Regions from separate parts of the Mus musculus genome. Here regions 1, 2 and 4 are each linked to region 3. A link is a contact called in public Hi-C and HiChIP or PLAC-seq data. All regions are on one chromosome and are shown on one strand. The core of a region is the stretch at or near the end of the contact, and the rest is flanking DNA. Distances in the headings are between cores, read along the strand shown. Region 1 has its middle 35 kb from the start of Stmnd1. Region 2 has its middle 56 kb from the start of Stmnd1. Region 3 overlaps Gmpr (guanosine monophosphate reductase). Region 4 has its middle 37 kb from the start of Stmnd1.

Region 1 (3,128 bases), core at 317-2,816, 700 kb after region 3:
ACAGCTGTATCTCATGGAGGTGTTCTCTTAAAGGAGGCTCCTTTCTCTGTGATAACTCCAGCATGTGTCAAGTTGACACACAAAACCAGCCAGCACAATGTAGCTATAACCTCTCTGATGTTCTCCATTGTGACCCCATCCCACTTAAATAGAAAAAGGTCAAATCACACTAAAATCCTCCAGGTCCCTAATGAAAGGACACTAACTGGTGCTTCATCTGAATGTTAAAGAGAAGGCTATAAAATTCCTTTTCTTTTAGGACGTCCATGTGGATGTAGACCAACACAACAATGTCCTTCGTGTAATAAGGACAAGCTTTGAAGTATTGAACTGGTAGATATGAGTTTTCTACGGAAAGCCACGTTGCCATGGTGAGAGCTTCCGCATCAGTTTTCCCTGGTTGCTTCATTTCTATCTGCCCTGTTTCCCAACAGACTGCGGACAGCTGACTCTCACTGTTTAGTTAACACAGTACCTAGTGAATTATTAATAACAGTCCTTTCACTTGAAGGCTGGAGATGATGCAAGCATTCTGAAGTTTTCTTAGTGTACCTTTAAAGTATCTCTCAAGGGATAAGAAGATGGCTCAGTTGGCAAAGTGCTTGCTGCGAAGCCATGAGAACCAGAATTTGAGTCCCAGAACCTACACTAAGAAATGCAGGAGTGGTGTTTCATGCTTGTAATCCCAACCCTGAGGAGGCAAAGATGGATAGAACCCTGGAGCTTGCTAGCCAACTGGCCCAGCCCAACTGGCAAACTCTAAGCCAATGAGAGACTCCATGTAAATAAGGTGGGTGGCACCTGAGGACCGATATCAGGAGTTGTTCTCTGAACTTCATATGCACAAAGCTGCACACAGAGGTGTCTTTCGAACCTCATGCTATCACTTCCAATATGCTAGCTCATGATAGGTGATCTTTTTAAAAATATAAACACTATTGTTTTTATAGAAAGGGTTAGCAATCTTTCTGCAGCCACAAATAATGCAAGGCAACATAAAAAGGCCTCATGGTAGCCAATAAGCAGAACTGTGTTTTAATGGTGGGTTTCTGTCCCCTGGCAGTTTCACAGGAAGGGACAGAAGAAAGCAATGAGCTTGCCCTTCGTGTATAATAAAATTATTAACTCTAACCTTCAGGAGACAAAATTGAGACTAGGGAAACGAGGAGCTGAGCTTAAACTGGCTCTATTGTATCAAGGTTCATGCACAGGTCAGCAGGTCTCTGGGCTTCTCCCTTCACCACAGTGAGGGGTGTCCCCTGACCCCCATCAGATGATGTGGTAACACACACCTGGCACCATGATGTCTTTATCTGTTTCAAAGATGGTCAAAGAAGCTGCATAGCTTTCACTCAAGCCAAAGCCCAGCTATGTCGCCATCTGAGGATAAGCCCCGGGGAAGTGCAAGCTGCCTTGGTTTTCATGTGAATGATCCATTTCTTTTCAAACCTCCCAGATAAAACGATGAGATTGCAGATAGCATCACGGACAACATAGTTGATGAGTAGTCTCCCTGCGGTTCTGCGGTTGGTACTCATTAGCCGAATTGGCAGTTATTAGTTAGGACTGAAGAGGCCGATGTGGGAGGGTTTGGCTGAGAAAAGATCTGGGCAGATGATCCAACACTTCAACAGTGCTGCATGCCAGAGTCCACTCCACCCCCACTCCTGACTAAGCAGAAGTTTTAAAATTATTATCGGAGTTGTTAATTCATTTATTGTGTGTGTGTGTGTGTGTGTGTGTGTGTGTGTTGATCAGAGAACAACCTGTGAGAGTTGGCTCTCTCCTTCCACCATGTGAGTCCAGGGATTGAAGAGGGTTTGTTTTTTTTTTCTTCCACACTCAAATTCATTCCAGCTCCATGTAATTCAGATCCCACTTCTGCATTGAATCCATACCTTTGTCTGTCTGTCCTATTTGTATTGCTTACTTTTCTCACTGTTATGACAAAACACTCAACAAAACAACACAAGAAAGGAAAGATTTGTCTTGACTCATGGTTCGAGGGTCCAGTCCATCATAGTGGGACAGGCCCGCCTGGCAGAAGGAACATGAGGCAGATGGGTCCATAGCATCCTAAGTCAGGAGGCATACAGAGGTGAATACTGGTTCTCATCTGGTTTTCTCCTTTTTATTCTGCCCAGGACCTGGACCTATGTGGTGATACCTCCCACATTCAGGAAAGATCACCCTTCCTCAGTTAAACCACCCTAGAAACATCTTTACAGACACACCAGAGGTGATTGCAAATCTAGCCAAACTTACATTGGACATTTACCATCGCACCAAAGCAACAAGAGACGTATCTGGGGAGCTCGGTGATCCCCTTGGAAAGAAGAATGCCAGCATACAGGCGTGGCTGCTTTAGTTAAGTTTTACCATGTCAGCAGGCCATAGTGACAGACGAGAGGGGGAGGGAGGGTGGGAGAAAGTCTTGAGCGGAGGAGAATTGCCCATGAATACAAATGAGAGCCAAGGAGACCATTTAGGGGAGCATCTTAACCTTGTTTAACATGCCTGCAGACAAAGCTGGAGAACAGAGGATATTTGTATTCTAGGACGTGGACTCAGATCAACTTGGACAACTGCGTATTCTGTGCTCTGATCCTGAACCTATACTTCCTGGTTAGGGAGAATGTCCTTCCCATCAGAGGGGGAAAAAAAAAATCCTTGTGGATGTGTGCAGACCCTATGGCTGGCTCCCTAACCCTCTCTTCTATTAGCAGACCTATACCTCTGGGGATTCGTCTATCATCTTCTTCGTGACTCTAGAGTGGATCTTCATTAGCTTCAGACAATCCTAGTTACCTTGTTCTCCTTCAGAGTGATTGTTTTAGGTATGCATGTTTCTCCGTTCAGACTGAATGAGACTTTGGGAGAACTCTGGGTATGGCAAGAAGCTCTAGAAATATATATATATTTGTTTGTTTACATAGCATCTCAAATGTAGTCCTGGCTAGTCTAGTCATCATTAGGGAGCCCAAGGCGACTCAAACTTGAGACCTCAGTTTCCTGCACACCAGGGTTAGAGATATGTGTCATCACCTACAGATCAGTATCTTCTTAAATAGGACAAAGCTGACTTTTTTATATGGTACCTTTTCTGGTTCCCATTTTGATAGTAGCAT
Region 2 (2,946 bases), core at 351-2,850, 680 kb after region 3:
CTGCCCCACCTTTGGGGTGGGTCATTCCACCTTAGTTAACTCTCTCTGGAAACACCCACATGGCCACACTCATTGAGTGTGCCTCACCAATCTCCTATGTGATTCTAAATCCAGCCATGTTGACAATGAAGAAGAACCATCATGGCTGCCTAAAAACAGTCTTTCTGTAAGGTCAGCCTAGAGGGCAAAGCAGCTTGACTGCTGTGTGGGTTAATTTCCTTGTTGCCATAATAAAATACCTGGAGAAACAAATAAAATTCCTGAAGGAGGAAAAATGTATTTCATCTCACAGGTCCAGGGGATATAGCCCAACATGGCAGGGAAGTTACTGAGCTAGCTAGTCACAGATTCGGCTTACTGTCTGGCTCCTGCTTAGCTAGCTTGTCTATACAGCATCTTCTACTTAGGGATGGTGCTGCTTGTATTAATTATCAAGACACATATACCCTGTAGATATGCCCTGTCAGGAAACACACACACACACACACACACACACACACACACACACACACACACACAGAGCTGGACCATAGTCCATATTTAGAGTGAACCTTTCTGCTTCAGTTAACCCAACCCAGATCATCTCACACAGACACGCCCAGAGGCTTGTTTCCTAGGTGATTCTGGAGCCCATCAACTTGACAAGCATTATTAACCCCTTCTTGGTTGCCTTGAGTCTTTATAACACAAATTGCTCGTGCATAGCTTTGCAGTGTAGACCCAGTCTGCCCTGCCCCTCAACACTATACCCAAGTTTAGACACAGCTGGCAGGCTGAACCTTCTTTAGAGTGTAGACAGGGGCATGGTGCTTGCTTGCTCCTAAGACCCAGATCTGCCTTTATAGCTGGTGGATGTTGGATTCCCCATAGGCCAAATCTAGGGTATCCGATCTCTTCTGTAGTACCCCGGACACACACAGGATTTCTGGAAAGCCGACTAACCAAGGTCCAATTTTAAATGATGAGAAAACTGAAGCGTGACTTGAAAAATCAATCTGTGACCATCTTTGCCTACCACCAAGGCAAATAAATTCTTGAAACGAGAAGTGTTTCCACATATTTTCCAGTCTCCACATGGCTGCCTCTTTAGTCACACATTGCAGTTAATAGGACTCATGAGCATCTGAAGTCAAGTTAGCATGAATGAACACACCCCTTCGTAGCTGTATCTCAGGATGAATTCAGCTCTGATGTCCAAACCATTAGAAAAAAAAAAAAAAAAAGCAGCTGGCACAATGCACTTTCCTCTAAAAGAAGCGTGCCTGTTTTATGCATGCATGTATTAGGGGAAGTGACTATGGTAGTTGAAGATCCAGAAAAACAGAACGGAAGGAAGGAAACAAGGAAAAAAGGAAGGAGGGAGGGAGAGAGGGAGGGAGGGAGGACAAAGAGAGAGGGGGAGGGAGGGGGAGAGAGGAAGGAGAGAGAACCAAAAAGAAAAGAAAAACCTACTCCCCCCCCGCCAAAAAAAAAAACCTGAATCCTACCTGCTCGTAATTCATAAATCCACTTGGAGTGGAAAACCCAAGTCTGCCCCCCTGAAGGAACTGTACAAATGAATCACAGGATGAGATCTGGCTGGGTGCCTAGAAGCTGCTGAGGTCACAAAACTCATTACTGAGAAAATAAGCCTGGAGCCAGGTGCTCCTCTGATTGGCTTCACTGCGGAGCGCTGAGCGCAGGAGCCGAGATGCTTCCCCCTGTCTTCCCCCACTGTCCCACCTCTGCTGATTAAAAGCACTAAGTAATGCCTGAGTGTGTGACTTCGGGAGTTTGGCAGAGACTCATCGTGGACTCCTGCATGCAGGCGCATCCTCATTTTTAGCCAGGCTGCTTCTTGCTGTGTCTCGAGGTGCCTCGGCAGTTAATGGGAGTGATCTGCTCCAATTCCGGCTATTTTCGGCTCCTTGGCTTTTCTTAGCCATGGATTTCTTCTTCTAAATCCGCCCGACTGAATTGGAAGCCGCCCAGAAGCTTTATTCTTTAGAAATCACATTTGTGCATCGAGGGTATATATTTGTCGTCACCGCCCACGCTCCAGCCACTTTCTGAGAAGTGTGGGGCCAGTCACGTGACAGCCATCAGTGTATTTGCGCCCTTTTTTTTTTTTTTAAATTCTGTTTAAAAACATAATCTGCATTACAAATTGCACCGATTCCTGTATGGAGTAAGTCATCATTCAATAAAAAGCACAAATGTGTGCCTGTCACATTCCGCATAATAAACCGCAGCAAGTAAATACATCTTTTCTTAGTCCAAATCAGTCAGGAAATGATGGCTCTATTTTCTCTGTTAGGCACCAAGTTTGCAATCAGCTTTCTTCTTGATTCTCTCAGGCCAAGTTTGTACAGCTTTTAAGAGGACTACATAGCTGTGCTTTTCCTCTCAACCTCTAGACACCTGAGGGCAGGAAGGCGCTCTGATTTCTTCACATCTCTCCTCCACCATCACCCACAGCCTCACCTCCGGCTTGCTCTCTTACTTCTCGGAGAGATTTGATACAGTGCTCTGTGCTAGCTGGCTTTCATTATCAATTTGACTCAGCCTAGACTCACCTGAGCAGAAAGGCTTTAGGTTGGGGTTAACCCAGATCAGATGGGTCTGAGGACATAACTATGGAGACTTTTCTTGATGATTGATGAATGCCAGAGGGCCCGGCTCACTGTGGGCAGCGCTGACCCTAAGCCCAGCCCGAGGTCCTAGGCTGTAAAAAACACTAGCTGTACATAAGCCAGCTTGAAGCGTTCCTCTGTGGTTTCTGCCTCAGACTCCAGCTTGAATCTCTACCCTGACTTCCTACAGTGATTGACTGAGCCCTGGGTGTGGAAGCCAAATTGATATCTTTCCTCTCTAAATTGCTTTCTGTTGCAGTGTTTATCATGGCCTCCGACAAGAAACTTTAGATAATACTACATCAGGAGGAGGTACTGCACTCTGGGTGGATGG
Region 3 (2,844 bases), core at 31-2,530:
ATGTGTTCCTAAACCAAATGTCCAGCTCCGTGTAGCTGGCTCCCACTTTATGAAGACAGGGCCTTCCTTCTGAGGTCTTGGCGTTTGTCAAGCCCACGCTGTGCTTGGCTACATCCCTGTCACTTTGTTCACTGTCCCCATCTCTTCCTGTTCCTTCCCGGGCTGTCTGTCTCTCTGTGCTTTGCTGGCACTCGAGAGCATTGGCACCCTTCTCTTTCCATATCACCCAGGCTCTGCTAGGATAGTAAATCGCAGCCTGCACATTGGGGGTCTCGCTAATAAGGAAGCACGTAAAGGCTGTATCCTAGGAACTTTGAGTCAGTGACTGTAACCTAAGCTTGCAGCTTATCATGCTGCCTGTGAGGCCAGCCTGTGCTGTGTGGGCAGAGTGGATGTCAGCAATGAGCACTTGTTTTTAAGGACATCTGATGGACTGGAGATGCAAGGCAGCTGAGAAGATAGAGGAGCCAGCTCCGTGCCCTTTTTCTCAGCTCTTAAAATAATCTAGCGCTCAGACTAAAAAAAAATCTCACCTCTCTGTAGGCAGGGAGGGGTGGCTTCTGAGCGGGGAGGAGGAGGGAGCAGGGAGTGGCTGGGCATGTTATATAATGGTGTAGCGGGGGACAGTGGCCAGTCTGACACACTTTGTCCTCCTCCCCAGACATAGGTGCTTGAGACCAGAGGGTGGATGGGCAGGGGTGACGGCCTCTGACCGTCAAAGTGAGGGTAGTGTTGGGCCAGCTGCTTGGGTAGGGATGGGAGGTAGTTCCTGGTTACTTCCTCCTCACTGGTGAGCATGGTCTGGCCTGTTCCCACCTTACTGATATTCTCTCCTTCCTTCCTTTGAAGGATGGAGGCTGCACATGTCCAGGAGATGTCGCCAAAGCCTTTGGTAAGTACGAGGGACACAGCTCTGCCACAAGGGGGAGAGGGGCTGACAGGGAAGGAGGAGCTCTGGATAGCTTGGAAGAACCAGATGGAGAAGGGAACCCCCGAGGGGCTTCTGAGCTCATCGGGACTTTTCTTTGCCGGGGGGTTTCATTTCTGTCTAACCAATTCCCGGCTCAGCTTGCTTCGGGTCTGTTGCTGAGCAAGCCGGGAGCCCAGAATGGGGATGGCGAGCTAGGAGTGGGTCGGCTTGTGATGTTTTCAGTAAGAGAGGGGAATGCCCAGCGCTCGCTCCCGTGACTCTGGCTCCGCTGTGCAGATACCACCACCTGGAGCAGCCCCCACCTCATCCTGGCTGGATCCAGTCTTGGTGGAAGGTTGACCAGGCCTGCCTCCCACTAGAGGGCAGTAGTGTCTGCTGTAACCCATCAAGGTCTCTGCTGTAGGGCTTCTGGGCTCCCTGTTTGTGCCACACACTAACATCTCACAAGAAGGGGGGTAAAACAGAGCTGCTGAGCCCGTATGTGCTGCCCCCTTTCCACAAACGGGAACTACCTGCCCAGCCTCAGATTGTTCAGCTGTACACTATACAACACCACACACACATACACACTGTGGTAGAAAACTTTTTGTCATAGTAACAACAACACAAACATTAGAGTTACGTTGTATTTGTGTGCATTGTATAGTAATCAGCTCTCTCCTTCCACCGTGTGGGTCTGGGGGTGTTTCAGCTTGTGAGCAAGTGCCTTTACCTGGTGAGCCATCCCACCAGCCCTTGGTCTGTTTTTACAGCAGTGATAGAGGAGGATCCTGCTGGCTCAGTTTCTTAGCAACCCAACGTATAGCATAAAAAAAAAATGCCTGCCCCTAGATCTGCTGTGAAAGAGAGAACAAACCCTCTTCTATCTTGCCTATCCAGGGTATGACAAGGTCACAGTCCCACAGTTAGCTGCAGGGCCTTATCCTTAAGCATTACCTAGTGTGGGCTTCCTCCGGGTATGCCCCATGGACCACAGTACTAAGTGGGAGCTAAACACACTAAAAAGCTACAGTCCTTCAGGAGGTACCATGTCCCCAGGCTTGGTGCTGTCCTCAGCTTTCCTCAGGCCTTTGACCTGCTCTGTTTAAAGTGTAGTCCTGCATGCACCAAGGAAAGAGAGCAGGACCTCGTCTAGGAAAAGCCAGCTGGGAAGCAATTTGAGCGTTGAGAAATACAAATCACCGGGAACCAGTTTAAGCAGTTGTGTAGAGCAGATCTGTGCTCAGGGTTCCTGCTGGTGACTTTCTTCATCTGAAGGTCTGGCCAGACTAGTTATCTCACTGCCTCCTTAAAAATCACAGCGGAGTCAGGCTTGGTAGCGCAAGCCTTTAATCCCAGCACTCGGGAGGCAGAGGCAGGCGGATTTCTGAGTTCGAGACCAGCCTCAAACAGGTCTACAAAGTGAGTTCCAGAACAGCCAGGGCTATACAGAGAAACCCTGTCTGAAAATAAAACAAGAAAAAAAATCACAGCGGGAGGCGGGGGTCAGCATTGGTGTCTGAGAGCTGCTAGTGGCACACTGTGGAGTCCATGCCTTGCTTACCAGGGTCAGCTCCACACAGCATCGCCTTCTAACAGATGGAGCAGAGTAGAATTGACTTAGTGCTTACCCTGGGCTTGTGTGTGTTTCCTTATAAGTGTTCAGATGACCCCAGCAGAGACATCAAGGCTGCTTCTCACCTACTATTGGTCTGTCATTCACCCTGTTACTCGGCATCCATTTGCAGGATATTTGATCACACCATGAGCCCTGAGATTGTGTTATTTACTTGGGGGATGGGGAATGGGGTGAGGGAACTATTTCTAATTGTGGTGTGGCTCAGTCCTTAGCACACACCTCTAATCCCTCTAGCTGGAATATAGACATGTTCTTAGTCCACCTCTTTAATCCCAAACAATGAAGGTAAATTTAG
Region 4 (2,932 bases), core at 307-2,806, 770 kb after region 3:
ACTAGCCAAGAGTAAAAGGTTGGAAAACAATTTTCCAAGGACATTTCATACTGGTCAAAGGAAAAATCTGCCAAGAGAAACTCTTAATTCTGAACATCTATGCTCCAAATGCAAAGGCACCCACATTCATAAAAGAAACTTTGCTAAAGCTTAAAGCACACATCACACCCCATACAATAATAGTGAGAGACTTAATTTGGACTTTTATGTCTACCATTGCTGGAGAATTTTCATCCTCACAGAAATGTCCTGGCAGAGTGAGTGACTGCCCAATTATCCCAGATGACATAAAAACCTGTCATTGTTAATTTTGATTGCTAGTTTGAGTGGATTAAGAAACACGCAAGGCACTGATGATAGATATCTTGTGGTAGGTGGGTGATGTTTCCAGAAAGGATTAACTGAGAGGTAAGGACATCCCTAATTTCAAGCAGCATCCTACCATAGGTGAGAAAAACAGCTGAGGATCAGCATTCCACACAGTCTGCTTCCTGAGCCTCTCAGATGTGAGCCACCAAGCTGCCAAGCTAGACTGTACTTCCAAATTATACAACAGAATAAAGCCTTCTTCATTTAGTTTAGTTACTTCTTATTGGGTACTTGGATGCAGGTAGGGAAAAAGTGAGGAATATAGGAATATAGGGCTATTTTCCTTCCAGTTCTCCAAGAAATGGATATTTGTACCTTTGTGACTTGTCTGCAGCAAGGTCCTTGGAAACACACAAAGAAGAACATAGTAAGGAACCATCACTAGTTACAGCTGAGATAAACTCTCAGGAAGTCTCTGGGTTAAGGGAAGCAGTTTCAAGCCTGCATCATCACTGGGAAGATGTCCATCTCCATCACAACACATTGCATGGAAAATGGGAAAAGTAATATCGTTGGACCATTTTGGTTAAAATACTGTATTGGCAACTGCATCTCACTCATCTCAATCACTGGATAATTACATTAGCCAAGAGCATCTCAAGGCCCATATAAGCTAACTACTCCTGGGATGTAGCCAGAAGAGGAAGAAAGCTTACGCTTTTATTGAGGGACAGAACACCACTACCATTCCTGAAAAAAGAAAGAAAAAAAAACCACTATAACTCTGTTTCTCTCTTTCTATGAATTTCTGTTTTTCATAGACCATTGAAAAACCACACTTTGAGGAAAGGATCATGTACAGCGAAATTCACAAGTGACTCTTCTGATGAATCCCAGTCCACAGAGATCTCTCTCTCTCCCCATTTGCTGTGCACATTATCAATGATCCTTGCCGTTAGCTGCTGGGATCTGTCTCCAGCAGGTGGTGCCAAAAGATAGTTAATAGAAGTCAGCTCTGTGGTTTGACAATAAATACATTTAAAAATTAACTGGCTTTTGCGACGTTTTGCATTTTTCTCTCTTTCTTTTGCTTCTTGCCTGTGTGTTCACGTGCATATGCACGTATGTGTGTGTGTACATGTTAGCACGTACGAGTGTAAATGCATGTGTGTTGATCTGAGGACAATCTCGGATGTCCTTCCCCTTCCATCTTGCTTGAGACAGGATCTCTTCCTCACTGTAGCACGCCTCAGGCTAGCTGGCCCAGGAGCTCGGGAGAGTCCCCTGTTTCTGCCTCCTGTCTCATAGGAGCACTGTGGTGACAGTCCCATGTCTCTGTTTTACATCGGTTCTGAGAATCTGAATTCAGGTCTGCTCACTTGCACATCAAGTTCTTTACCCCCTGAGCCACTCACTCCCCTGGTTCACTTTCTCAACTCCATCCGTGTTACTTGTAGGATGGTGCAGACGCCAAGGCTGCTGCTGTCTCTCACTCTACAGAGACCCACGAGACCTGGAGCTCATGGTCTTTCTTCAGACTTCAAAGAGAAAACAGAAGCGACGGGAAGACGGTACTCACACCCCCACATCCACCCACCTGCCTGTATTTGTGACCTCATTCTGCCCCTTCCTCCCCACCCATGTCCCCAGTGAAAGGCCACCCCTCTAACTGGCCTTCCCTGAACTTCTCTTGAACTCCATTTTCCTTCTTATCCACATTGCCCATCCAGGCCCCCAGCCTGGTCTTTGCTTTACATCTGAATGTACTAAAAGAGTACACCTGGCACAGAGCACCAAAGTTCTTGTCTGCTAATTGTTCTCCTTTAGATACCTCCTGTGGAGTTCCCCTCCACGATTTCATGGAATCTGTTCTTGCTCCAGTCACGACTTGCTGGACCAATGGGACAGCTCTACATCTGCACTGTGCTTGATGGCTTCTCATGCCCTCTTTCTCAAAGCACTCGCTTCCCATGTCCTCTTGACTTCCAGGACGTTCACTAGCTGTCCTGTGTCCTGCATCCGGCGGGCCCCAGACTTATTATTCCAGAACATTTCCCACTGGGCGGCATCTAATGTCTGTCTATGAGTTTATCCTTGGCCAGCTTGTGCATTGCGATGGTAGAGGCTATCCATACAACAGTGGCTCCTTGCTGTTTATGACCCTGCACACATCCTGCCAGGCTTCTCCATCAGCATCTCAATAGAATATGTCTGTAGGACAGCTTTCTGCTTCTCCTAAAGGCTTTTCTCTCACAACAAATAGCAACCAGAAGCTCCCTGTGGATCAGGAGCAAAACTTGATGCTGTCTTTGATTTTGCTCTCATTTTCTCGCCTCTGGGTGTGAGGGTATGTATGTATGGAGAAAACTTTCAGATACCATTCCTTGAGTACCATCCACCTTATATTATTGTTGTTGTTATTGTTATTATTATTACTATTATCATTATTATTGACATAGTTTCTCATTGCCTAGTGACTGACAGAGTGGCCTAGGCTGCCTGATCTATATGCCCAGGAATCTGTCTCTGCTTCTCTCCTGCTGAGATTAGAAGCATTTCTCACCACTCCAGACTTCATGAGTTTTATTCATTTATCTTTCTTGAATGTGGATTCTGAGGGATG

The links. A called contact is a pair of places that touch in the nucleus more often than the background predicts. HiChIP or PLAC-seq counts read pairs in DNA pulled down with a chosen protein or histone mark.
Region 1: an H3K27ac HiChIP or PLAC-seq map of VIP interneurons shows a contact between it and region 3, with 6 times the contacts expected there. The contact joins two enhancer-like sites. A contact is called at or near these places in 4 of 115 datasets of contacts at active chromatin or transcription factors (VIP interneurons, cardiomyocytes, embryonic basal ganglia and 1 more).
Region 2: an H3K27ac HiChIP or PLAC-seq map of embryonic fibroblasts shows a contact between it and region 3, with 9 times the contacts expected there. The contact joins two enhancer-like sites. A contact is called at or near these places in 4 of 115 datasets of contacts at active chromatin or transcription factors (embryonic basal ganglia, embryonic fibroblasts, forebrain and 1 more) and 1 of 9 other capture datasets (embryonic stem cells).
Region 4: a Hi-C map of cerebral cortex shows a contact between it and region 3, with 3 times the contacts expected there. The contact joins two enhancer-like sites. A contact is called at or near these places in 4 of 484 Hi-C or Micro-C datasets (cerebellum, cerebral cortex, olfactory sensory neurons and 1 more).

What each region holds. Positions count from the first base shown.
Region 1 is chr13:46,237,400-46,240,527 of GRCm38.p6, forward strand. No RefSeq gene overlaps it. Among named protein-coding and RNA genes, the nearest start is that of Stmnd1, 35 kb to the right of the region's middle. Within about 2 kb of position 1,567, at least 27 of the 459 cell types and tissues checked have an H3K27ac peak or open chromatin away from gene starts, as enhancers often do. A contact at or near this core is called in VIP interneurons, where this site is marked.
Region 2 is chr13:46,216,566-46,219,511 of GRCm38.p6, forward strand. No RefSeq gene overlaps it. Among named protein-coding and RNA genes, the nearest start is that of Stmnd1, 56 kb to the right of the region's middle. Within about 2 kb of position 1,601, at least 55 of the 459 cell types and tissues checked have an H3K27ac peak or open chromatin away from gene starts, as enhancers often do. A contact at or near this core is called in embryonic fibroblasts and forebrain, where this site is marked.
Region 3 is chr13:45,538,176-45,541,019 of GRCm38.p6, forward strand. Gmpr (guanosine monophosphate reductase) reads left to right here. Exons shown (of 9, transcript NM_025508.5): 7 at 850-892. Among named protein-coding and RNA genes, the nearest start is that of Gm34582, 14 kb to the left of the region's middle. Within about 2 kb of position 1,281, at least 86 of the 459 cell types and tissues checked have an H3K27ac peak or open chromatin away from gene starts, as enhancers often do. A contact at or near this core is called in VIP interneurons, cerebral cortex, embryonic fibroblasts and 1 more, where this site is marked.
Region 4 is chr13:46,309,590-46,312,521 of GRCm38.p6, forward strand. No RefSeq gene overlaps it. Among named protein-coding and RNA genes, the nearest start is that of Stmnd1, 37 kb to the left of the region's middle. Within about 2 kb of position 1,557, at least 15 of the 459 cell types and tissues checked have an H3K27ac peak or open chromatin away from gene starts, as enhancers often do. A contact at or near this core is called in cerebral cortex, where this site is marked.